Linked DNA regions of Sus scrofa: all the other regions are linked to region 1. A link is a contact called in public Hi-C, HiChIP or PLAC-seq and promoter capture Hi-C data. All regions are on one chromosome and are shown on one strand. Each heading gives the region's core, a stretch centred on a gene start, on an enhancer-like site or on the middle of the called end of the contact. The rest is flanking DNA. Distances are from core to core; before and after follow the strand shown. Region 1 holds the start of PHF12 (PHD finger protein 12). Region 2 holds the start of NUFIP2 (nuclear fragile X mental retardation-interacting protein 2). Region 3 holds the start of KIAA0100 (protein KIAA0100 homolog). Region 4 holds the start of PIGS (phosphatidylinositol glycan anchor biosynthesis class S).

The links. Promoter capture Hi-C pulls out the DNA fragments that hold promoters and counts their contacts. A called contact is a pair of places that touch in the nucleus more often than the background predicts. HiChIP or PLAC-seq counts read pairs in DNA pulled down with a chosen protein or histone mark.
Region 2: an H3K27ac HiChIP or PLAC-seq map of alveolar macrophages shows a contact between it and region 1. The contact joins the promoter of NUFIP2 here to the promoter of PHF12 in region 1. A contact is called at or near these places in 1 of 5 promoter capture datasets (liver), 1 of 47 Hi-C or Micro-C datasets (liver) and 1 of 2 datasets of contacts at active chromatin or transcription factors (alveolar macrophages).
Region 3: a promoter capture Hi-C map of liver shows a contact between it and region 1, with 2.4 times the contacts expected there. The contact joins the promoter of KIAA0100 here to the promoter of PHF12 in region 1. A contact is called at or near these places in 2 of 5 promoter capture datasets (fetal liver and liver), 4 of 47 Hi-C or Micro-C datasets (heart right ventricle, liver and skeletal muscle) and 1 of 2 datasets of contacts at active chromatin or transcription factors (alveolar macrophages).
Region 4: a Hi-C map of liver shows a contact between it and region 1, with 4 times the contacts expected there. The contact joins the promoter of PIGS here to the promoter of PHF12 in region 1. A contact is called at or near these places in 1 of 47 Hi-C or Micro-C datasets (liver) and 1 of 2 datasets of contacts at active chromatin or transcription factors (alveolar macrophages).

Annotation. Positions count from the first base shown.
Region 1 is chr12:45,171,808-45,178,771 of Sscrofa11.1, reverse strand. PHF12 (PHD finger protein 12) reads left to right here and starts at 4,017. Exons shown (of 16, transcript XM_005656997.3): 1 at 4,017-4,119; 2 at 4,271-4,690; 3 at 5,338-5,519. The coding sequence starts at 4,625. It overlaps SEZ6 (seizure protein 6 homolog), which reads left to right. Exons shown (of 19, transcript XM_021067505.1): 19 at 1-480.
Region 2 is chr12:45,503,298-45,509,518 of Sscrofa11.1, reverse strand. NUFIP2 (nuclear fragile X mental retardation-interacting protein 2) reads left to right here and starts at 2,932. Exons shown (of 4, transcript XM_021067508.1): 1 at 2,932-3,315. The coding sequence starts at 3,027. LOC106507970 reads right to left here and starts at 4,503. Exons shown (of 2, transcript XM_021067509.1): 1 at 3,916-4,503; 2 at 1,393-2,191. The coding sequence starts at 4,494. The coding sequence ends at 2,165. It also overlaps the pseudogene LOC100519797.
Region 3 is chr12:44,890,837-44,896,966 of Sscrofa11.1, reverse strand. It overlaps KIAA0100 (protein KIAA0100 homolog), which reads left to right and starts at 3,499. Exons shown (of 43, transcript XM_003131765.5): 1 at 3,499-3,658; 2 at 4,499-4,622; 3 at 5,406-5,455; 4 at 5,754-5,901; 5 at 6,080-6,130. The coding sequence starts at 3,591. SDF2 (stromal cell-derived factor 2) reads left to right here. Exons shown (of 3, transcript XM_003358183.4): 3 at 1-30.
Region 4 is chr12:44,818,224-44,824,421 of Sscrofa11.1, reverse strand. It overlaps PIGS (phosphatidylinositol glycan anchor biosynthesis class S), which reads left to right and starts at 3,389. Exons shown (of 12, transcript NM_001244339.1): 1 at 3,389-3,436; 2 at 3,694-3,833; 3 at 3,919-4,030. The coding sequence starts at 3,403. ALDOC (aldolase, fructose-bisphosphate C) reads left to right here. Exons shown (of 9, transcript NM_001243928.1): 7 at 1-74; 8 at 211-410; 9 at 546-1,046. The coding sequence ends at 641.

The DNA.
Region 1 (6,964 bases), core at 2,768-5,267:
GATAATTCTAAGTGATCCTAAGGGGTTTAGGGACGTTACCTGAGCTCAGGTTGGGCTTCCCTAGGCCTCATCATTCATGCTCCACACCAAAGCAGGATACCCCACTGCTTCCCTGGCAGCCCTACACCCTGAAGAGAGGGAGACCTTCTCCTGATGTCAGTGGGGTTGTTAAAAACACCCTCTTTCCCACCGGCTGCTCCTCCAACCCCAGCCACTTGTCAGGCTTTCCTCCTGGCCACTGTATTTTGGGATAAGGGGAGTGGGTGGGCATATTCTGGAGAGGAGCAGAAGTTCAAGGGCCCAGAAGTTTGACATGGAACAGGGGATCAGAGAGTCCCAGGGAGAGGCCCAGGAGCTGGCTGCAGGCCACTTTGTACATGGAATGTATTATATGGGGTCTGGGCTCCAGCCAGAGAACAATCTTCTATTTCTGTTGTTTCCTTATTAAAATGGTGTTTTTGAAAAAAAAAAAAAAAAAAAGCAATGGCCTGGTAGATGATGCTTTCTTGGAGGGAAAGGCAGTGGAAGATAAATAGGATGTGGATTTTAGAACCAGAAGGCATGCTGGACCTACCAACTGATTATCACTAGATTTTATCAAAAAAAGTTACACACCAATGCTTCAGAGACTACTCTCCCAAAAAGGTCAGTGCAATGGATGGCATGCGAAATGAGAGGCCTCCACGGCTGGTGCCACAGGGGTGTGGGAACCTAGGACCACAATGCTCATCCATCCAAATGCTTCATTTCCTCCTCTTTTCTAGGTCTAGAACTACAGACTGGCACACATCCCCCAGGCCCTCCTCAAAGCCACTGTATTGCTAAAAAAGCCCAGGAAGGAGTTCCCGTCGTGGCGCAGTGGTTAACGAATCCGACTAGGAACCATGAGGTTGCGGGTTCGGTCCCTGCCCTTGCTCAGTGGGTTAACGATCTGGCGTTGCTGTGAGCTGTGGTGTAGGTTGCAGACGTGGCTCGGATCCCGCGTTGCTGTGGCTCTGGCATAGGCCGGTGGCTACAGCTCCGATTGGACCCCTAGCCTGGGAACTTCCATATGCCGTGGGAGCGGCCCAAGAAATAGCTAAAAAGACAAAAAAAAAAAAAAAAAAAAGCCCAGGAAGCTGATGCCTCTCTCCTTTTACTTCCTTCCCAGCTAACAAGGCTTAGGAAATTGGAAGAGAAATCAGAGACTGAACCTCTGAATATGAGGCCCTAGTTCGTCTTGGCCGCAGGGAACATCCAGGATGTTAGGCACAGAAGCAATGCACTGTAAGGGCTTGGCTCCTATTTTAGTAAAAGGAGTATCCATGGGCTCCAGAAAGACGTGGAGGTGGCTGAAGAGGATCTACCTAATTTTGCCATGTTTGGTCCTTCTCAGCCTCTATGCCTCTTCCTTATGGCCCCCAGCACCTTTTTAGATGTGTTTACCCAGTCTTGGTCCCCAGCACATCCATGCTAAGAGGTGTGCTCTGCATGGTTGCTCTTCAGAATAAGAGCAAGAGGCAGGCAACAAGGAGTTATGGACACTAAGAAGCCAGAAGACAAAAACCCTGAAGGAAATAGTATCAGCTACCAGGACTTCTACAGTCTTCCAACAGGGAAGTTTTGACCACTCATGGCTTGACCACTCATGGCCGCCCACCTCCTGGTTCTACCACAAGCCATCTTGAAGAGGTGAGGCTCCAGTCCATCAGAATGCAGTGCCTAAATTAGCCACAAGAGGTCACTTCCTAAGGCATCTGTATCCCATCTGCTTGTTCTCCCTTTATCCTCCTTGAATAGCCAGGGCTGGAGCTCTCCAAGGTGGCACAACTACTGGCCCCAATGGGACCTTACCCTCCAAGTTCTAAGAGGAAGGTGTGTGATGTGATTAGTTTCTCTGGCACTTGTCAACAGATCAAGTGTTACTTTCCTCATTAGCCCACTAATGCCTATTTCTGTTCTTAACTGCAATGATGGTATTGATCAAAGCAAGGCCTTGCTCATTGGGCATGTGCCACTGGCTTACTTATCTGCCCCACAATACCTTCAGGCTGACACAGCAGCACAGCTGGGCCCTGAGCAATAGGAAGGAAGCCAGGGCGGTGAGGGCACATGATGTATCCATTTGTGAGGGTGTGAAATACAGCCTCAGAAGGGATGAGGTTCAGCCACTTTCATACTTCTAGCTCTCCCCTCCTCTCTCTCTGAGGGCCACATCTCTGGCCCACAATCATTGAGTCTTGTTTGGGAGCTCTCATTGTGGCTCAGTGGTAACGAACCCGACTAGCATCCATGAGGATGCAAGTTTGATCCCTGGCCCTGCTCACTGGGTTAAGGATCCAGTCTTGCTGGGAGCTGCAGTGTAGGATTCAGATCCCACATTGCTGTAGCTGTGGTGTAGGCCAGTGGCAACAGCTCCAATTTTACCCCTAGACTGGGAACTTCCACATGCTGGGAGTGCCGCCCTAAAAGACAAAAAAATTCTTGTTTGCTGAGGCTGGTAGAGGACAGAAAGGGCCGATCTACATATCCTTTGATCAATAAGGCCCAGGACCTTAGTGTTCTTTCCAGGCACCAACAGGATCATTAGGAAAGTCAGAGAAACAGAAACCTAAGACCACATATGGACATCCTTACCCTATCCACTTTATCATCCCAAAAGAAGCAGCATCTCCTCACAGGCAGATAGATAGTGTCCTAACTTGGGAATCAAATCTTTTTCATTCCTAGGTCTGCCATAAATGCATTATGTGAAATATGCAAATCACTACTCTTCTCTGTGCCTCTGGAAATGAGGGGATTAATACAGATGCTCTTTAAACCCTTTCCAGTTTTAGGTTTCTGAGAATGCTAAGGATACCTTAACATCAAAAGTGAACCAGGCTACCTGCCCAGGATATCTGGTAAAAACGCCAACTAAATGCCTAGTGTCAGGCACAATGATGCCACTCCCTTCTCCTTCGCTCCATCAACAGTCAGGCAGAGACAACAGGCCATCTCCGAAGATGAGACCAAGGGGAGGGCGATCACAGAGGAGGGAGCTGAAGTCCTGCCCAGAATTTCAGTGAGGCCTTCAGACTACAAATCCCAGCATACCACACTGAAGCTATAAAAAGTATCTCTTCCGGGCAGGCAAATCACTCTTCCCCCAGTTCATCCTACTGCACACTGCATCGCACGCACATGGAACTACGGCTCCCACAATCCACCAGACCCATCGCGATTCTTGCTTCCAGGGTGCAATGCGCTCCCGTTCGCCCTTTGGCCCCTTTGCGCGTTGCAAACTGGGAATTGAAGTCCACAGTAGGCAGGTAGCTGGGCGTTGTCAGCATTACAAACTTCGCTTTTGGCTTCCTTTCGGAGAGTGGTTCTCAGAGATAGTGGTCAAGTCGTAACGGAGAGCTCTCCATGGTGCCATCACTAGCAAAGGCAAGCATGCTCAAGCTAAAATTTACTGTCGGGATCGGGAGGGAATTGGGAACAGTAGCCATCCAACCCGACACCGAAAACATCGTTTTCCGTTGCAATGGCTTTTCTTTTATCTTTACCAATATGGCGCCTGGTCCAGCCACACCTGACGCTGGAACCTGACAGTCCAGTACGACATCCTTAGGAGTACGGCCTATCAGTCCAGCCAGCACTACACTTTGCTCCTTTCTGTTCATGCCTAAGGACTCCAAGGACACGATAGCCTATATATCATTACCAAAATGGCGAAAGTATAAGCACTCTTGTGAGGGCCTACAGGTAACAACACGCCTGCGCGGGAGCCGGCTGCGTTGTTGTGGGGCGAGAGGGGAGCATCCTTAACACGCCTGCGCGGGAACCGGGTGCTCTTGGGCTATTCACAAACTCCAATGGATGAAGGGTCCTCCTGTTCCTGCGGCTGCGCTATGACCCTTACCAGCTCGCCCAGGCGCCTGCGCGAGACCTCAGGTCCCGCCCTTTTACCTCAGTACGCTGGCGCAGGGCAGAAAGGCGGGGCTTCGGTGCTCCAGACGAATGCCAGCGCGGCTGCGCGCTGGGGGGTACCCCCTCACTGCGGCTGCGCGGGAGCCCGGCCGCCGGCTGTCACTGCGGTTGCGCGCGGCGAGCGGCGATCCCGGGGCGCCTGCGCGGGTGGCTTTGCGGGCGCTCGCGGTAAGTTTGCGCCAAGTGCGCGGCAGCCGGGACGCAGACGGCGGCAGCGGCGAGAGGCGGAGCCCGGGGACCACCCCCCATCACCCTCCCCGCAGTCACCTCACGTACCACAACCTCACCTAACCTCTCACCCCCCCTCCGATCCCCCCAGCCCCGGGATGGCAGCGCCCGCCAGCCTTCCCGGCCGGACCAGCGGTCGCCAGCGCCGGCTTTAGCCTGTGGGACTAGGCCCCGCCGAGGCCTGACCCCCGGAGCCGGGACCCACCGTGCAGCCAGCCGCCGGGCCGGGGCTGAGGGGCCGCTCCCCCTCACGGCCCGTGGGAGGACGCTGTCGTCCCGGGGACTGGGGGCCGGGGGGTGGGGGGAGCCAGGGCGAAGAAGTCGGGACCCGTGTTGGTAAAAAAGAAGGGGGGCCGGGGTCAGGAGCGCCCCCTCCCCCCGCTACCCCCTCCCCCCGGGGTTGGGGGGGCCGGAGCAGAGAGCGCCCAGCCCGGGAGGTGGATGAATGTGGGAGAAAATGGAGACCAAGACGATCGTGTACGACTTGGACACGTCGGGGGGGCTGATGGAGGTAAGAGTGGCCCTCCTCATTTCTTTTCCCTAGCGCCAGTAGAGAACCTCCGCCCTCCGCCCCACAAAGCCGGTCCTGAGCTCGCAGCGCAAGAGGGCCGGGGAAGGGGGGGGGCTCTTCTCACCCAGACGCTCCCTCCCATCTTTGCAACTCGGGGGGCTGAGCTCAGCCGCCGAGGACGTTTGCAGCAGTTTCACCTACCCGCCGCCCTCGATTCGCTCTCCCGAAGCGCCAACCCACTCCATCGCGTTGCACCGGCGGGCCTCCCCACCCCCTTCTTGTCGGCCCCTTTGTGCTTCCCCCAGCACGTCCGGGTACCGAGCTTCAGGCCTCTCCCGAGCCTCGCTTTGGAGTCCCCCACTGTCCATACAAGGAAGTGGCGAGAAGGGAACCGCACACCCTCTCCCCATCCCCCCTACCCTGATCCTCCCCATTTGGAAGAAGCCGTTCTCGTTGTTGTGCTGCAGGAACGCGGTTAGGGTGGGCTCCCCTGTTCCGGGGGCTGAGAGGTTCTGGGAGCAGCCTGGATGGGAGGAAGAAGGACAAAAGGGGGGAGAAGGGTGGGTGACAGAGAAGCTGCGCCGGGGGGGCGACGGACCGCCCGGGAGCTCCGAGTGTGCACACACGCCATTTGTATGTGTGTGCAGCAAATCCAGGCTCTGCTGGCTCCCCCCAAGGCGGACGAGGCAGAAAAGCGGAGTCGGAAGCCAGAGAAGGAGCCCCGGAGAAGCGGCAGGGCCACCAACCACGACAGCTGCGATAGCTGCAAAGAAGGGGGGGATCTCCTGTGCTGTGATCACTGCCCGGCCGCCTTCCACCTCCAGTGCTGGTAAGGTCTGGGGACCCCTCTGTAGCCCCTTGAAGGACCCTTCTCGGCACATTCCTTCACCCGGCCTACCCCAGCCTGCCGAAATAACGGGCGTTTGCAGCCGCTAGCTGACTTTCTGCAGCCGCTGGGGCGAGCGCCTCCCCGCCCCCAGGTGCTGCCCGGATCCGGCCGTTCGAGGGGGAGGAGCAGCGGTGGGTCCGGACCCCGAGGTGGGGGTTGGGAGGAGTGAGGAGAGCCCCATCTGGGATTGGAAGTCGCTGGGGAGCCGGGACCGAGCCGGCAGGGCTCGGCCGGCGGTGGCGGGGGAGGAAGGGGAGGAGCTCCGGGCCCTGCGCCGCTCTCCTGCCCGCGCGCCCGCCGCCCTCGGGCTGCTGCCGGGCTGGGCTGTCCTCGGGGTGGGTGCGCAGGAGCCCTTGGCCGCCCTGGTCCAGGCCCGCCGGACCCGGCGCCCGGGCGCTCTGGGCCGTGGAAGAAATCATGGAGGGTGTCTCTCGAGTCCGCCTCTTCTGTGCCTCTCTGTTTACAATATGGCGACCTGCCTTTAAATTATATTTTTATTCTCAGCGCCATTTTGGCTGCATATATGATTTTCAAACGTCTCCCGGGGAACGGTGGTGGTAGCCTCGGAGTCCTTTCTGCAGAAGCTTCTCCGGGGCCGGGGCTGAGATCTTGCCGCTTTGGTCCCCTTTCTCTGCCGCCGCTTGCCCCCTGTTGCCTCTCGGAGCTGCCTCCCTCTTCCCTCCCCTCCCCGCGCTGCCGCCTCTTAGGAAATCGGGCCGGGTTAGACAATTAAAATTGCCCTTGGGCGCGGATTTCACTTCTCCGCTCCGGATCGGCGAACCCTTCGCTGCAAAATTCTCTGCTGCCGGGGCAGGATTATGTGCGGTGGCTCCGCGAGAGCGTTTTAAGGAGCGGAGAGCTGGAAAGCTGTGCGCTTCCCACCCCCTCCCGACTGAAAGCGAGGGGAGGGGAGAGACTGAAGAGGGAGGGAAGGACTAGGGTTGGTCGCCCGTTGCTTGATCCTCCTCTGCAGTTCAGCCCAGAACAATCCGGCCAAGCAGAGTTTACACTCCAGCTTCTGCCTGGAGAAATCTCCACCGCCCTCCACAAAAAAATAATCCCACCTTTGCGCCGGTACCCCGATTGCATCTTGTTCTAATGAGTCTTGTTCTGTTGTTCAGCAGCAGTATACTAAAGCAGACCTTGGTGAGAGGAGATGGCTGGAGAGAGAGCGGGAAGGAGAGGGGCTGTTGTATTTGTTCCCACCCGTTTTTGCGTTGCCTTTTTTAGCTCTCTGGGTTTGTTGTTGTTGTTGTTGTTGTTTTAAAAAAGAGGTTTTCCATAAGCACTCTGCACAGTTCCACTTACATTCTCTCTCTCGGTTGGTGGAATAGTGCCTGCTTTATATTTGTACTAATTGCTGGTTTTGGAACACTTATTAGACA
Region 2 (6,221 bases), core at 1,683-4,182, 330 kb before region 1:
CAATGGGAACTCCAGGTTCAACTTTTCATTATTTTAATTATTAAAACATTATAGGAGTTCCCGTCGTGACACAGTGGAAACAAATCTGACTGGGAACCATGAGGTTTCGGGTTTGATCCCTGGCCTTCCTCAGTGGGTTAAGCTCCAGCGTTGCTGTGAGCTGTGGTGTAGGTCTCAGATGTGGCTTGGATCTGGACTTGCTGTGGCATAGGCTGGCAGCAACAGCTCTGATTAGACCCCTGGCCTGGGAACCTCCATGTGCCGCAGGTATGGTCCCAAAAAGCAAAAAAAAAAAAAAAAAACCCAAAAACAAAAAAACACAAATATGTGGCAAATATCAAAATATATTTCACATAAAATTATTTTAGAAAAATCAGGTGGAAGAAAAGATATACCTCCTACTGTTGTATTTCCATACTTATTTTTAAAAATTCATATTTTTACAAGCTTATGTTCCTATTGTATGTAAATTTTAGTATTTTGCACTTTTTCCTTCTGTTACATCACAAACTTTCTCCATATTACTATGTACTACAACACCAACATCCATTGAAACTAGAGCATCTGAGAGCAAGGCTTAGCTTCCTAAACTTCATATGACTGTGTGTAGAGAAACTAAGGCAGGCTAGGGTGTGAAAAGTCAGAAACTCAGAGCGAGTGCTTTTGGTGTGCTTGCAACTACAATTTAGAAAATGTAGAAAGGGAAGTTATGACTCAGGGATTTTTGATTTCCAACCAAATGCTCAAGTCAGCAAAAGACTATAAAGCCCTATCAACATAATCCTAAATTCTACAAACACTTTAATTTCTTTAATAAATGGGAAAGTGGTGCAATACTATTCAATGGCAAAGACTTATTTGTCATGACATGTCATTATTAGGGATTTAGGTCTCAAAATTGGGTGAATGTACTCCCCCTCCATCAAAAGGGTCTTTCTTTAAAATTTAGCAAGGCAATGCAAATCCTCTCTATAAAGGATAAGTCAAGGTCTGGACATGGTTGTCTGGATTCGGTGACATTTGCTCTTGGAAAAAGGTTTTTACCTTTTAATTATATTTCTGTGCTGATACTCATTAACTTCAAAGCACAAACTTCCTTGTAAGCTTCTGTGTTCCTTTAACATTGTCCTGCTATAGGAACTCAAGCCACATTTTAAAAATTGTAAAGTATAACATACACTGAGGAAGAAATTCATATAGCCATTGCTGAATGAATGGAAAAATAATATGTGGCATATGCATACAGTGGAATATTATTCAGCCTTAAAAGTGAAAGAATTTTTTTTTTTCTTTTCCTTTTTAGGGCTGCACCAGAGGCATACGGAGGTCCCCAGGCTAGGGGTCTAACCACAGAGCTGAGGTACAATCTGTGACCTACACCACAGCTCATGGCAACACCAGATCCTTAACCCACTGAGCAAGGCCAGGGATCGAACCTGCAACCTCCTGGTTCCTAGTCGGATTTGTTTCTGCTGTGCCACAATGGGAACTCTTAAAAGAGGAAGGGCTGATACATACCACAACATGGATGAACCTTGACGACATTATGTTAAGTGAAATAAGCTAGACACAAAAGGACAAATATTGTATGAGTTCAATTATATAAGGTGTCATAAAAGTAGAAAAAAAAAGGTTACTAGGGCATGGGGGAAAGAGGGAATGGAGAGTTACTGTTTAACGGGTACAGAGTTTCAGTTTCTGATGATGAAAAGTTCTGGAGATGGACAGTGATGGTTTTATAACAATGTGATTGTACTTAACACTAAACAGCATACTTAAAACTGATTAAAATGGTAAATTAAAAAAACCAATATAACATACACTGAGAAAAATTACACATACATACATATTCAGTTTACGAAATAATTATAAAGCAAATATATATGTAATCACCATCTAGGTCAAGAAATAAAATATTATCAGAGTACACCCGTGCATCCCCATCACAATCTCTTTCTTCCTGCGTAGTGAGTCTCCTGACTAAACATTTGCTTTTAAAAATCAGGCTGTGATGTGGTAATGCAGGATAAGTTAAGTCAGTATTACAAAATGCAACAGACTATTTCTTTAAATTCCTATATTTTCCAAAAAAATTTTTTAAAACTTAACTTTCAAAGTGCTCTTTCCTCCTCTTTCTCTCTGGAAACTCTTCACATTCTAAAACCTATCTTGGTTCCACAGTTGACCTCACCTGCAGAGTTAAAAAAAAAAAACAATAAAACTTCAGTGTAGATTTTAGATTTTCATTCCTCCCGCTCTCCCTTGCCTCCATCTACAAAGAAACAATGATTTAAACCCTTTGTGCCCTTTTAGAAAATTACACAGATACCCCATTGTGGAATCCTATAATCCCTTCGTGGAAAGGAAGAGATTAGCATATGAATACAAAGCAAAATGAAACCAGAATACAAAATGATCTACTGGGTTGTGAAGTTCTTCTATTTGAAAAAAAAAATGTATTTATTTCCTCTTTTTATATTGTCCCTTTAGTGGTCTCAGGGTTAAGGGAATTGAGCTTCCCCTCTGGTTACCCGGAAAAGGATTTACAAAAAATAAATAAATAAATAAAGCCAACAGATTCTAAGGAGGTGCAAAACCAACAGATGGCTCCCAGAGCCAGTGAAATCACCAGTGGAATCTGCTACCCTCGACATAAGCTAGCTTTCGAGCGAGGAGTGTAGAAAGTGCTGTTCGCATACTGCGCGGTGAAGGAGAGAAAGCGACAGAAGAGCGAGCCATAGTGCTGACGTTGAAGGCCCGGCCCTGTGAGGTTGCATAGGGTAAGTGGCGTTGGCCAGGAGGCAGCGGCCAAGGGGAAGGAAAGAGGATTTGGGCGAGGGGCGGGGCCTGAGGCTCAGCGTGCCTTCTGATTGCTGGGGTGCGGCTGCCAATCTCGCAGAATCGCTCTGTTAACCAGTGCGCTGGCGAGACGCGCTCAGATATACTGAGTGAGCCCGGAGAAGCAGTCTCAGATCCTGACGGTGCAGCAGCGCGCAGCCTCAGCCAGAGAGTCCCAGCCGCTTTCAATGGAGGAGAAGCCCGGCCAGCCACAGTCTCAGCACCATCACAGCCACCACCATCCGCACCATCACCCTCAGCAGCAGCAGCAGCAGCAGCAGCAGCCGCCGCACCACCACCACCATTATTATTTCTACAACCATAGCCACAACCACCATCACCACCACCATCACCAGCAGCCTCACCAATACCTGCAGCATGGAGCCGAGGGCAGTCCCAAGGCCCAGCCAAAGCCGCTGAAACATGAGCAGAAACACGCCCTCCAGCAGCACCAGGAAACGCCGAAGAAGAAAACAGGTCCGGGAGGGAGAACGAATGGGGGAAGGGGGATGGGGTGGGGGGGGTAGGGGAGATGGGGGTGGGGCTGGATCGGGAGAGCGCGGACCGGGTCGAGGTGTGTGTGTGTGTCCCCATCCTGCGGGTCTGGGGAAGCCCCCTTTCATTCTCCAAAAGCTCGGGTTGGGCCTCGGAGTTTGCAGCGCCCTCTTCTTCCCCTCAGCATGGGAGAGGCCCAATCGGGCCTGTGTGACCTTCCCGGCCCCCGCCCGGGCTGGAGGGAGACTCGGAGGGTCGGCCTTGGAAGTCTAACCCTATATTCCTTTCTCATTTGCCTTCCTGGGGCCCTGGAGGGAGCCTAATTTGGGGGCGAACTTAGCCCCCTCCCAAATCCTTTGGGGTGTAACTCGGGAAGGCCTAGCGAATTCCGACTTGGGTGGCGTCGCGAGACCCTTTTGCAGGCGGCGAGGAAAGGGTAGGGGGGCAGACTTGAAGTGTCCTTCCTCACCCGTCACCCCAAGCCCACCTGTGGCCTTGGGGTTCCCCGTCTGGGGGGGGCGGTTGGGACCCTTTATCTCTCGGGTCATTTCCACCACTAGACGCCCCATTTGGGCACCGGACCTCGTAGTCTGTCCTCACGGCTCCTCCCGAGGCCGGCGCCCCAGGCCCGCTCCCCCCAGAGCCGGCGCGGCTGGAATGTTCTCTCCTCCTCGCGAGGCCGCTTCCTGTCCGCCATGTTGGAAGCCGATTCCTGTCACTGACTCCGGCCCACTGAAGAACAGAGGGGGAAGGGTGTCGAGGGGCGCACAGCGCGGCGAAGCCGGGTGGCTCGGGAACCCCCCTGGCGTCGCGTCGCCCCCCACACTGCGGGGGCGCCGCCGCCCCCGGCCCGCGGCCGCCCCTCCCCCAGTCGCCGGCCGGGTTGTGTAACCCGGTGGCGGCCGCGCGGCCCCGGGCGGGTCCCTGGGGTGAGGGGCGGGGGCGGTTGGGGTGGGGGAGGGACTCGGCCACGAGGGGAGCGGCCTGCGCCGGGCCCCGCGCGCCGGCGGCCGCGTTTCCCGCTCCCGGGTGCGGCGGGAGGCGCGGGCGTTCGGGGCTGGGAGCCGGCCTAGAAGCTGAGCTGAGAGAGAAGGAGGCCGCGGGCGGCGGCCGCGGGTGCTTCTCCGGGCAGGAGGGCTGGGGGGGGCGGGGGGGATACATTTTGGGTAGAGGCGGTGCCTGAAGGCCGGGTGGGGTACCCAGCGGGAACCAGGCTCCCCGGTCACGAGTTTCTCTGCCACAGGAACCTCGTCTCCTGCCAGGTTCGCTCACGACTCCGCCTCTCAGGCTTTCTCTTGGGCCCTTTTCCTTCTAGCAGCTCATTTTTACAAAAAAAAAAAAAAAAAAAAAAAAAAGCTTGTTCTATCTCCCTCCTAGCCGCAACATTTACCATCTGGGGTTGGGCAGTGTTATTGAAAGGCGAGATTAGAAAAAATGTTTGGATGGGGGAAAGGGCGAGGGTTTTTGTTTTTTTTTTTCACCCTGCTTTCTTGCCCTTAAGGGTGAACCGAGGTGGCTCATCCATGAGGTTGGTGCACTACCATCTTGCCTGGGATGAAGCTTTTTATCACGTTAAAAGGCAGGGTGTTTTCCCATTTTAAAACCGATTTGGACCCCCAAAAAGTTTATGACCACTCAGATTTTTTAAAAAAAGGTTCTTTATAAATTGAAATGTTAAGAAAATGAATGTTAAATCCAGCGTGTCAAATTTGGTGTAAGCAGTTACTGAGAGCTGGAGAAAAACTGCTTTTCTATTGCAGACTTAATGTAGCTTGAACACTGAAACTGGAATGTCAGATTCTCCATTTTGGCGGGGTGGTGGGAACTGATGGTGTACAGTAGAAATCAGCATATTTGTTGAGTGTTTAATTCTAAATATTTGGAACAGTTTTTAAACTTACAGAAATTACACAACATTAGATGCTTTTAATGTTGGGTCTTTTTCAACTTAAAGATGAGAAAAATCTTATGGTTACTTGAACTGTAAGGCAGTGTTAGAGTTCAGATTGGAAAATTCAGCTTTGTCCCAGGTATCAATATACTCATGCAGGACTCCTCTACCTAAAGAAACAACCCTGAACCATTCAAAGTGGCATCCATCAAATTAGTTATATCTTGAAAGGGGATAAATAGGGAAAATTGGGTTTAGCAGTTCTGAGAGGACGTAAACAATTTGGGTTAAGCAGCTTTTCTTGTATGGCCTGGTCACATTACTGTTGCTTCAACATGCATAGTGCTAAGGAGACTTAGGATTTTGAGGATTTTTGAAATGTGTTTGTAATGTGTTGAGGCGGGCTTTTATGACCCATACCCATAAAGAGGAAGTTTTTCTTTATCCAGAAGAGGGCGCAAGAGAGGGCCAAATGGATTTGGTAATTTCAGATTCTAATCCAAAAGCTGGGTTTATTAGGACTCAGGGTTTGCTGAGTCTATTCCAAGTAGGGTTAGATGATTTAGCATGGCAACCCTAAATAATAAAAGCACAGGGAGCCCTTTAATTTCTCTCAATAATCCTATAGTGATTACATTTTAAAAAATACCCGAGTTTTAAAAAGAAAGTGACTCTGGCAGACTTTCTGCCTACCAACAAGGTTGCCATGGAAAATTTTTATATAGTTAAATTAGAAATGCTTTTTGTAATTAAAACTTTGTGGTGAAAATATAGTGGCTTCTGGGTGGTTTTATAAATTTCTGGTTTCCCACCAAATAGGAAAAATTATTCTAGTTAATTTAAAAGGCCTGGCTTTGGTCCAGTTTGGTTTGGACCTTGGATTAGTTCTTTATTTTGGTGTTTAAGACTGCTTATCGTTGAAGCCTGAAAAGTTATGACTAAATTGGCCTACAGGTCCAAACGTTTGTTTAGCCTGTCAGCATGTTAAGAGGTATAT
Region 3 (6,130 bases), core at 2,250-4,749, 280 kb after region 1:
TCCTTAATAAATAGCCAATGAAATGTTTTACTTTGGATCTATTAATGTTCTTGAGAAAAAAGGGTAGAGGTAGAAAGAGGAACCAACATTTACTTGCTGCTATATACCAGGCACCATATTATAGATCTTACTTCGTTTAATCATAATAGGTATATTACTGGGTAGATACTATAGTTTTACCATTGCAGAAACAGAAAAGTTGAGTAACTGCCTGAATTCTTAAAGCTAGTAAATAATCCAAGAATAGGAATCTAGCTGTGTCTGGCGCATGTTCTTTTTCCTGCACTACAACTGTGTTTGGCTCTTGGGAGATAACTATTTTTGGAATAACGTAGGGGTATCTTTTTCTGAAAAGGTGGTTAGAAAGCTTTTTGTCCTTTGCTCACCTCATTTCTTCCCTTCCTTTGTCAGTTCCAGGAACTTTCTTCCCATGTCCTTCAAGGATGGTAGTGGTGAACAGAAGTGTCTGCCATCTGCTGGAATTTCAGTGACTAGCAGGCCTTTTTATTTTGTAGAAACGTCTGGATTTTATTTTTTTTTGTCTTTTTGCCATTTCTTGGGCCGCTCCCGCGGTATATGGAGGTTCCCAGGCTAGGGGTCAAATCGGAGCTGTAGCCACCGGCCTACGCGGGATCCGAGCCGTGTCTGCAACTACACCACAGCTCACGGCAACGCCGTGATCGTTAACCCACTGAGCAAGGGCAGGGACCGAACCCGCAACCTCATGGTTCCTAGTCGGATTCATTAATCACTGTGCCACGATGGGAACTCCTGGATTTTTTTTCTTTTTTTTGAGCCAAACCTGCGGCATATGGAAGTTTCCAGGCTAGGGGTCAAATTGGGGCTACAGTTCCTGGTCTGCGCCACAGCCACAGGAATGCGGGATCTGAGCTGTATCTGTGACCTACACCACAGCTCATGGCACTCCCGGATCCTTAGCCCACTGAGCAAGGCCAGGGATTGAACCCATGTCCTCATGTATACTAGTCAGGTTCGTTAACTGCTATGCCTCGAAGGGAACTACTGGACTTTTTTTTTTTTTTAATCCTTATTTGCTTTAGGGAGATAATGCTGAACATTTGGAGATACTGGATCGTGTCACACATGGCCCCATAACATTAAAGGACTTGCTCTCTCTTTTTTCTTTTTGCCACACCCATGACACGTGGAAGTTCCCAGGCCAGGGATCAAACCTGTACCACAGCAGCAACCCAGGGAGTTCTCACTGGGGCTCAGCAAAACGAATCTGACTAGTATCCAAGAGGACTCAGGTTCGATCCCTGGTCTTGCTCAGTGGGTTAAGGATCTGGTGTTGTGGCTGTGGTTAGGCTGGCAGCTGCAGCTCCAATTTGACCCCTAGCCTGGGAACTTAATGTGCCATGGGTGCAGCCCTAAAAAGCCACCCTCCCCCAAAACAAACCAGCAACTCAAGCTGCTTCAGGGACAATGCTGGATCCTTAACCTGCTAAGTCACTAGAGAACTCTTAAGACCCGCTCTCATTTACAAGAACGTGTCTTAGTAAGCTGAGGTCTCAAACTAGTTGAGCTCATTCTGCCCGCTTCCCCCTTATTCTACTTCGGTTGCATCGATCCCTTGAGATCACTCCAGAATGTAAACATAATGAAAGCAACATTTCATGCTAATGAGATAGTTGGGAGTTGGGTGGTAATAGCCTAGGGAGAAAGAAGGCAAGTGATAGAAACATCTGAGTAAAGAGAACAACTTGCACAACATGAATGACAGTAGGGAGATGTGTTGTAGTTACCCCTTCTAGCTTGGTCAGAGTTTTCACTAAGTTATTACATCTTCCCTGAAAGTTCACAGACAGCGTATATCTTGAGGCTGCAGATTACAAGGATGATCGTGGAACTATAGTTGAGAGTTAAGTATGAACTTGAAAAAAACAGTGGCAGAGCCCTTGGGGAAATGTGAAATGACCAATGAGAGGACTTGGTAAGGAAGGAAACCTGTTGGGAGGGTAAAAGCAACTCTGGGTAACCTAGGTGAAAGTTGAAATGGGGCTTTATCTGAAGGAGTGGGAAAGAAAGTCCCCAAGTGAAATCCTGAAGGAGTTTATGGAGATGAGGATGTCAGAGCAAAGGGATATGAGGTATTTATTTTTAAATCCTTAGAATTTCTTTAGCTTGTACTGTGTTAGCATCACTGCACTAGAGTTGGAAGGAACATTTGTCCTGTTGCATTTCACAGAGAAACAGGTAAAATAAAGTTGACTGAATTCTCTATTTCACATAATGATGTTTGCTTTCCAGATAAATTGTTCCCAAAGGGCAAGAACATATATAGATAGTTCTTAGATAGTTCTTGTGGAAGATATGTACAATATGTACACACACACACACACACAAGCTTTTTTTTTTTTTTTTTTTTTTTGGTCTTACCTGCAGCAGGAGGAAATTCCTGGGTCAGGGATCAAACCCACGCCACAGCAATGACCTGGGCAGCTACAGTGACAATACCAGATCCTTAACCCACCGTGCCACAGAGGAATTCCAAGTACAATATTCTTTACTTTTTTTTTTGTCTTTTTGTTATTTCTTTGGGCCGCTTCCGCGGCATATGGAGGTTCCCAGGCTAGGGGTCGAATTGGAGCTGTAGCCACCAGCCTACGCCAGAGCCACAGCAACACGGGATCCGAGCCGCGTCTGCGACCTACACTACAGCTCACGGCAACGCCGTGATCGTTAACCCACTGAGCAAGGCAGGGACCGAACCCACAACCTCATGGTTCCTAGTCGGATTCGTTAACCACTGCGCCACGACGGGAACTCCTATTCTTTACTTCTGTAATACCACTCCAGCGCAGTGCTTTGACTGCTGTTGACAGTAGAAAACTGAAAACTGCAAGGAAAGGTCCAGAATGGTGCTGCCCACACAGCAGCACAATACATATTAACTAGAACATTTGAACAGTAAATGAGTTAAAAATTCATTCTGTTGTGAATGGAATGAGGTGGGACTTTTGAGGCCTTTTAATTACCCCTTGGTTTCCTCAATGATGTTCGGATAAGGCTCTGGAATAAGACAGGATAAGTACTTCGTATGACCCAGGGGTATAACTGGGGCATTAGCCTCAGTCCAGGCCCTAAGTGGCCACGCAGACTCTATACAACTACTCTGGGAAACGCTTTGAGAGAGGATCTCCCCGCAGTGAAGCGATCCATCCGGGTCCTCTGACATCCTGGGAGCGAGCCTAGGCCCGGGCGAGCCTAGGCCCTGGCGAGTAAACCCGGTTCCGCTTTTCCGGGTCCAGAAGGGTGCGCCTGAGGCGGGGCCTGTGTGTCAATCGGCTTGAGGGCCGCTCCCAGTGCGCTCCTTCCGGAGCCACGCCTACACTTCGCGCTAGCAGCCGGTTGGCCCCACTGGATCGCGGGCGCCGGGCGGGCGGGGCCGAAAGACAGCTGGCAGGCTGGCTGGCTGCGGGAGGGGGCGGGGCGCACTCGCGCCAACGCTTCCTCCCCCCGCGCTGTCCCTGCGCTTGTTGCTGGTCGGCCCGTGGCGGCCCAGCTTGGAGCCGGCGGGGGCTGCCCCGGCAGGGCGGGGGCCAGAGCCGGGCCGGGCCGGGGCCGGAATGCCCCTGTTCTTCTCCGCGCTCTTGGCCTTGCTGTTGGTTGCGCTCATCGCCCTCTTCCTAGGCCGGTGAGGGGATCCCAGCTACAGCGGGGGAGGGGACAGTGGGAAGGGAAGGAAGAGAGGCTGAGGAGGGGGCGCGCGCAGGAAAGAAGCGGGCGGGAGGGGGAAGGGGCTAGAGGTGGGGAGATGGAGAGGGGGAGGGGCCGAGGAGGGGGCTAGCGACTAGGAAAGGGATCGAGCGGGGGCGTACGACCGGAGCTGTCTCGGAAGAACCGGGAGTGGGGGGGAGAACAAGCAAGCGGACGAGGCCTGAGGAGATGCTACGATTGGGAGGAGGATGGAGGTGTGAGTGAGGACGGGGCTCGGCTTTTCTTTTTCCATTCACTCGCCTCTGAACGTCCTCTTCCGCGAGCGCGAAGGGCACCTGCAACCTGCCCTGGGGAGCAGGAACAGGTCTGGCTGCCCAGGGAGAGCGGCATTTGAGTCGGCTGGGTGTGACCCCACAGTGCCTTCTCGCGGACACCTGTCTGGAAGGCGAAGGAGACCCTTTGGGGTGATGTGATGGGCACATCTGGCAGGGGTGCTTGTCCTTCGACTTCTCTTGGGAGTCTTCTCTCTATCTCTGGGGTTCCTAAGGATTTGAGGGATTGCTTTCTTTGTCTCCAACTTAGAAGGTGCAGTTTAGTTCGTCTGATTTCATCTGGGTGGAGGGGACACTCCAGGGCTGGGGTCCTGATCTGCGCGGATGAATGTATATGACAGAATGGTGTTTTGGAAGACAGGAGAGCTGCCCAGAAGATTCAGCTACAAATCATGGTCCTTTGGAAGGTGTTCTAGGGCCAGCAGGGGGTGAGGGAGGCCATAATTGGGAGAGGGTCCTATGAACTCATAAGGATTTTTCTGCAGGTGGCTTGTGGTCCGGTTGGCCACCAGTTGGTGTCAGCGGAAGCTGAAGGCGGAACTAAAGATTGGCTCCTTTTTTTGGATACAGAATGTTAGTCTTAAATTTCAGCAGCACCAGCAAACAGTGGTGAGAGTCCTGGGAAACTCCCTGGGTAGTATGTGGGGTTGATCCAAATGAATTTCAACTTTTGATTTCCTTTTTTAAGAATTGTAGTGGCTCTCTCTCCTAGTTAACGCAGCCTTGCACCCCTTTGCCAAGATGATCTTAGAGCTAGTTTGGGAATACTGGAATTGATGCAAGTGGTTCTGTTAAAAATGCTTATAAGGCGCAGAGTGTCGAGGGCATGTAAGAAAGATAACAGAAGCACAGAACAAAGATAATGGGAAGTAGAAGAGCTTAATTTAAGAGTGGAAACAGGGCAGCATATTCGTAAAAGAGAAATACTAAGCAAGTTCAGTCCATGTCATTGTGAGGAACAGGCTATCACACTGAGGAGAGAAGCTGGTAGAAATAGTAATGGAGAGTATTTAGTGGAGAGCTATTGCACTTCCTCCTGTTCTTAAAACATTTCCTCGAGTTCCTGCTGTGGCTCAACAGAAATGAATCTGACTAGGAACCATGAGGTGGTGGGTTTGATCCCTGGCCTCGCTCAGTGAGTTAAGGATCTGGCATTGCCGTGAGCCGTGGTGTAGCTTGCAGACGCAGCTCGGATCTGACGTGGCTGTGGCTGTGGTGTAGGCCGGCAGCTGTAGCTCCAATTCGACCCCCTAGCCTGGGAACCTCCATATGCCGCAGGGGCAGCCCTAAAAAGAAAAGAAAAAAAAATTCCTATCTTGAAAAGTAGGAAATTTGGCTGCTCTTGGCTTACCCAGCAGTTAGTGTACAAAGCTTTCTCCCTTGCTGTTTTAGGAAATTGATAGTCTACGGATTTCCAGCAAACTCCTTAGCCATGATCTGCCGTGAGTAGCCTATCACCTCATGCTCCTTTGGAGAATATTTTGGGATTGAGGTTTGCAGAACGAGATTGTTTCAGAGAGGTCTTACAGCCCAAGGAGGGTAGTGGGTTCTTGGTTATTCTCTGGGTTAGCCTGGAAGCTATTGTTTTATGGGAAAGATATTGAAAGCTACTGTAAGACTATTTATTGTCCATGATTTGAGCTACATTTTTAGGGGGGATGGGAAAGTGAATGTGAGGGAGGGAAGACACTGCTGTGGAAGGGATGGATCTGATGGCAGTGAGGCATCTCTTCTGGGCAGACACTATGTGGCCTTGTGCTTTGGAGAAGTGCGTATCAGAACGGACCTCCAGAAGGTTTCTGGCCTGTTTGCCCCATTCTCCCAGAATGCTGGGGTACACCAAAAGGAGCTGTCCTTCAGCCCATCCTTACTGAAGATCTTTTGCCAGGTGAGACTACTTTCCCACTTTCCTGGACTGAAGTAGAGGTGGTTGGCTTTGAAGTCGTAGGTGGATTTTTCTCCTGTATTTTCTACTGTGAGAGCTGCTTCCTAACTCTTTTTCCACTGTAAAAGAAGAGCATTGCCTTGACTGTTAATTATTTTTTGTGTTTGCATCTTCCTTCCAGCTATTTTCCATTCATGTAGATTCTGTAAACATCATGGTTCTCAAGGTGGCC
Region 4 (6,198 bases), core at 2,140-4,639, 350 kb after region 1:
TAAGTATAGCCCGGAGGAGATTGCCATGGCAACTGTCACTGCCCTGCGTCGCACTGTGCCCCCAGCTGTCCCAGGTACCAGCCTGCTTCCAAACCTGTTCCTTTCCCTAAGATTCATTCCAGGTTCTTCTTGTGGCCTTTAGGGTCTCCTTACGCTGACAAAAAAAAAAAAGGAGCGACCAATCAGTTTGTCTTCTTTTCTCCACCTTAGGAGTGACCTTCCTATCTGGGGGTCAGAGTGAAGAGGAGGCATCTCTCAACCTCAATGCAATCAACCGTTGTCCCCTTCCCCGGCCCTGGGCCCTCACCTTCTCCTATGGGCGTGCCCTGCAGGCCTCTGCACTCAATGCGTGGCGAGGGCAACAGGACAACGCTGGGGCCGCCACGGAGGAGTTCATCAAGCGGGCCGAGGTTGGGAGCTAGAGGCGGTGGTTGGGGAAGTGGGGTGTAGTGGGGCTGGGGGCGGGACCTGGACGCTATAGCCTGGGCGGGGTTTGGCCCCTCTGGACTGGGTCAGCCTGCTTAACCGCCCCCCTCCTTTTGCAGGTGAATGGGCTTGCGGCCCAGGGCAAGTATGAAGGCGGTGGAGAAGATGGTGGAGCGGCAGCACAGTCCCTCTACATTGCTAACCACGCCTACTGAGGACCCACTCCACGCCACAGCCCTGGGCCTGGCCACCTGCTCCCGGTCTTGCCTGTAGTTATGGCCAGGGCCAAGTATCCATGCAGAGCAGAGATGCCTCCATCCAGCACTGAGTCATCTTCCTTTTTTTCTCCCCCTCTCCCCTCTCCCATTGCTGCACCTGGGACCATTGGATGGGAGGATAGGGAGCCCCTTGACTGAGGGCAGGAGAACTTGCTAGATGTCAGAGCAGAATGCCTGGGTCTCCCCCCACCTCTGCCAGCCCCGACAATTTCCCCACCGTGGGGTTGCTTATCCTTGGGCTCTCCTTGCCCACCCCCTCTCCTGGGATCAGAGGGTAGGACACCAGAGCTTACTCATGCTTTGGCTACATACCATATAGCAAATAAATGGTAGCAAAACATGCTACTTTGTCTGTCTGTTTTACACATCCAGTTCCCAACCTCCCAGTTTCTGATCTCCACCAACTCTGTCTCTGAGCCCCCTCTGACCGTGGAGGTGGAGATGGTGGGTTTTGAGTTTTACTGGGCTCACCCAGTCACTCTTCCCAGCTCAGACTCTTGCCTCTTGATGTCCAGGGCTGGACCAGGGCAGGATGGAGGGCTGCAAGGCTTTTAGAACCTGCCACTTCAGAGGCACTTGGCTGCAGCCGCAGGAGGATGGAGTGAGGCAAGACTCAAGCAACTTCTGAAAGCAGCTTTTGCGCAAGGCCCAAAATGGGGTTAAGGGGATGGGAGTCTCCCACTTGCTGTGTTGAGCCCTGCTGGGGCTTGACACAGGGTGCTAGGGGAGCCGCTGGAGGAGGAGTACCCGGGCTTAGGCCCAACAGGGAAAATCTCCAAGGCTCAGCACTGCCAGACCCAGCAGGATATCTAAGAGGTTGCCAAGGGCTATTGTCCACTCTTATTTGTGATAGATGGAGGCACCGAGGGAGCCAGTTTAAGAGCCAGTGGGCAAGAGCAGACCTGGTGAGGTCTCAGGCTGAACTTGGCTGGGGCTTGGGTGTAGTAGGTTCGGCACCTGGCTCTATCTGAGCAGATGAAAAGATGAGAAGCTTTGAGTTGAGTGTGTTCTGTGTGAACTGGGGAGGTCATGCTCTATGTAAAGTGCACAACCAATGCTTCACCCAGATAATTATTTGCAATAAGGAAATGTAGGCCCAGTAATGGCCTGATCTTACATTAACAAAAATAGCTAACACATAGCACTCTCCTGCCAGGCCCTATTCTAATCACTTTACATTTGTTAACTCATTTATATAACAATTCTATATAAAGTAGATATTATTTCTACCCCTACTTTTATTTCTCCTTTTTTTTTTTTTTTTTTTTGTATTTTCTTGGGCCGCACCCGTGGCATATGGAGGTTCCCAGGCTAGGGGTCTAATCCGAGCTGTAGCCACAGACCTACGCCAGAGCCATAGCAATGCGGGAATGCGGGATCCAAGCCACATCTGCGACCTACACCACAGCTCAGGGCAATGCCAGAACCTTAACCCACTGAGCGAGGCCAGGGATCGAACCCGCAACCTCATGGTTCTTAGTCGGATTTGTTAACCACTGAGCCACAACAGGAACTCCTTCTTTTTTTTTTTTTTTTTTTTTTTCTCTTTTGGCCATCTGGCTGCACATAGAGTTCCCAGGCCAGGGATCAGATCTGAGCTGTGCAGTTTCGCCACAGGCAGCAGCTGCAGCAATGCCAGATCCTTTAACCCACTGTGCCTGGCTAGGGATGGAATCCTCATCCTGGTGCTGCAGAGATGCCCCGGATCCTGTTGGTCCACAGTGGGAACTCCTACTACCTCTCTTGTAATATGGGGAAACGGGCACAGAGAGGTTAACTTCTCAAGTTCACCCAGGTAAAGTAAATCTAGGATTTGAACCCAAGTGATCAGTACTGAGTCTGTGCTCATGAATTTTCAAAGGTTTTAAGTGAAGTATTCAGACTTTAACAAGTTGGAAATGAATTCAAATGAATTTTAAAATGTTGAATGAGCCAAATGTGCTAAAAAGTTGCTAGAGGAGCTCCATGATAGGGATTATAATGATCGTGATAGGTGACTTTTGAGTGCTTTCTTGTGCCAGGCACTTTACATGAATGATCACATTTTAGTATCTCCATTTTTCTTTTTTTTTCTTTTTAGGGCTATCCTCGCCCCATATGGAAGTTCCCAGGCTAGGGGTCAAATCCCAGCTGTAGCCGCCGGCCTGCACTACAGCCACAACGTCAGATCCCAGCCGCATCTGTGATCTACACCACAGCTCACGGCAACGCGGGGTCTTTAACCCACTGACAGAGGCCAGGGATTGAATTTGAGTCCTCAAGGATGCTAGTCAGGTTCGTTTCCGCTGAGCCACGGGAGGGGTATTTCCTCACTTTCCAAAAGGGAAAACCCAGGCTTAGAGCTTCCCGTGGTTGCCCAGCTATTATTTAACGACTGCAGCGTTTACGCTTTTAATCCCTGGGGCTAGGAGTGAGTTCCACAAGGAAAAGGGGTACAAATCAAGCGTCTTCCAGCAACGCTGAAACCTTTACAATTCCTCGGCCACCCCTAGGCGCGGGAGCAACCTTTCAAACTCTGCAAAAGGCTCTGCGTAGGCCCCGCCTACCCCTCGCTGGGTTTTCTCCCGCTTGCGCGTAAGGAGTGCCGCTCGTGATTGGCCGCGATCCTGCCGTGGGCACGCCTCCTCCTCTCGGGTTCCCGACTGGGGGAGGCCTACACAGCACCGCCCCTCGGCTGCCGGAGCAATCGGAAGGAGGCATGGCGGCCGCCGGGGCTGCGGCTACGGACTTAGGTGCGGTAGCGTTCGGGTGGGGGGCTGTGGCTCGCGGATGCGGGGGTGGGGAATGTGGTGTGCCAGAGATCCCTCGGACTGGGGGTCGGGGTTCGCCTCAGACAGGATCTCATCAGCTACGGGCCCCGGCCCCTCGCACAGGAATCCCTGGGAAAGCAGGTGGAGAGGCTCGGAGTACCTGGGGCTCCTCCGCGTCGGGTGTGGGCCGGCACCTGAGCCCACTTCTGGCGCCTCAGTGGATCTCCTCGTACTCCCAGAGGTGGTCCGCGGCAAGCGCGCCGCACTCTTCTTCGCTGCGGTGGCCATCGTGCTGGGGCTGCCGCTCTGGTGGAAGACCACGGAGACCTATCGGGCCTCGTTGCCTTACTCTGAGATCAGTGGGCTGAATTCCTTGCAGGTAAAACCTCGGTGGTGGTGGGTCAGGCGACAGCCCACCGGCAAGGTAGAGACTCAGCTGATGACCTTGCTGCTTCTTCTTGCAGCTCCGGCTCATGGTGCCCGTCACTGTCGTGTTTACCCAGGAGTCAGTGCCATTGGACGACCAGGAGAAGCTGCCCTTCACCGTTGTGCATGAAAGAGAGATCCCTCTGAAGTGTGAGTTCCCAGGGAGGGGACTGCGGAGTCAGGGTAGCTTTTCTGGTGTGAGCTCAGGCCACAGATAAGTTGGATAGGAGGAGAGTATGTATCCCGTAAAGGTAATTAAAAACTTACTGAGGAGTTCCCATTGTGGCTCACCTGAAACGAATCTAACTAGTATCTATGAAGGTGAGTGTAAGATCCCTGGCCTCACTTAGTGGGTTAAGGATCCGGCATTGTCATGAGCTGTGGTGTAGGTCACAGATCCGGCTTGGATCCCACGTTGCTGTGGCTGTGTCATAGGCTCCAGCTGCAGCTTCAAGTAGACCCCTAGCTTGGGAACCCCTATATGCTGTGGGTGCGGCCCCCCCAAAAAAGCAAAAAACCCCAACTCGTTGAAACTTATTGAAATGCCTCTCTGAATGAACAGTATTTGGGGTTAGAAGAAAAGCATCTTTGAATTGTGTTCATCATTAACTTCTATTTATAAAATAGCTATGCTACCTGATCAGAAGCAGTTGATGCTTATTTGGGGATAGGGGAGGAAGTGAGATATAGTGGAATGATCTCAGAGTTTGGAATCAGTTTGGACTGTTATACAGGATTTATTCATTTTAACATTGAACACTTTCTGAGTGTTATGTACTTTTCTTAGGTATCGGGGATTTGGGGATGAATAAGAAATTGATGTTGGTTTCAAGAAGTTCATAGGTAGGGGAGAGAGACACTTAAATCACAGCAGAAGTATGTAAGTATATAGGAAACAGATTGTACTTAAAAAAGAGGCTATAACTATCTGGGAGGAAAGAAAGGAAGGGCAAGTTTCAAGGACTGTAATTTTTAAGCTCAATTTTTAAAGGATGTGTAGGAAGTCAGGTTAAATGAAGATGGGGAGGGAGGGAATTAGTATTAGCCAGGAATAGTGATAGCTAATGTCAGTTGTTCATTATATACCAGAAACTAGGTGAAGCGCTTTACATGTGTTGCCTCTTTAATCCTAGTGTTATGATCCCCGTCTTAAGTCTCTTTTGTCTCCTTTATTATATATCACTTTCCCTTCCCCCACCCTTCTTTTCATTGATTTTTTTTTTTTTGAGAAACCAGTCATTTGTTTCATAGAACATCTCATATTCTGGATTTGGCATATTGCTTCCTCCTGGTTTCATTTAATTTATTCCTCTATTATCCATATTTCTTACAAACTAGTAGTTAGATTGAGAGTTTGATCAAAATTAGGTTCTATTTTTTAGGCAAGCATACTTATAGTTGGTGTAGTATAGTTTCTATCGTGTTATCAGGTAATGGCTGGTTGTTTCACTTTGGGTGATATGAAAATGATTTAGGAGTTCCCATTGTGGCTCAGCATGTTAAGGACCTATCGTGGTCTCCATGAGGATGCGGTTCAATCCCTGCCTCGCTTGAGGTGTTAAGGATCTGGTGTTGCTGCACATTGCAGCATCAGTTACACATGCGGCTTGGATCCGTGTTGCCATGGCTGTGGCATGGGCCTCAGCTGCAGCTCTGATACGACCCCTGACCTGGGAACTTCCATATACCACAGGTGTGGCTGTTAAAAAAAAAAAAAAAAAGGTGATTTTTTTTTTTTTTCCCTATATTTTATTCCCTGTCAACCTTTTACCTGATGGTTTTAGCATCTGTTGATACTGGAATCCATTTCATTATGTAGCAAAAGGACAACTTTTAAATTCTGCCATTTTTTTCTGCATATATGACCTGGAATTTTTTTTTTATAAAGAAGAACTTTCCCAATAAATTTTAGGTTCAGCTTATCAAATTCCAGGCAGCAAAGAAAAAAAAAATCCTTTGAGATTGCTTTACACATTTAGATTAATGAAGAGAATTGACATCCTTAGACTATTTACTCTTGCCATCAAGGAGCTTTGTATGTGTTTTCTATTTTATTTAGATCTTCTATGTCATTGAGTAAAGTCCTGTTTTTGTCTTTTCCAGGGCCGTACCCGGGGCATATGAAGGTTCCCAGGCTAGGGATCTAATCCAAGCTGTAGCCGCTGGCCTACGCCACAGCCACAGCAACGACAGATCTGAGCTGAGTCTGCAACCTACACCACAGCTCAGAGCAATGCTGGATCCTTAACCCACTGAGCAAGGCCAGGGATCAAACCCGCAACCTCATGGTTCCTAGTCAGATTTGTTAACCACTGTGC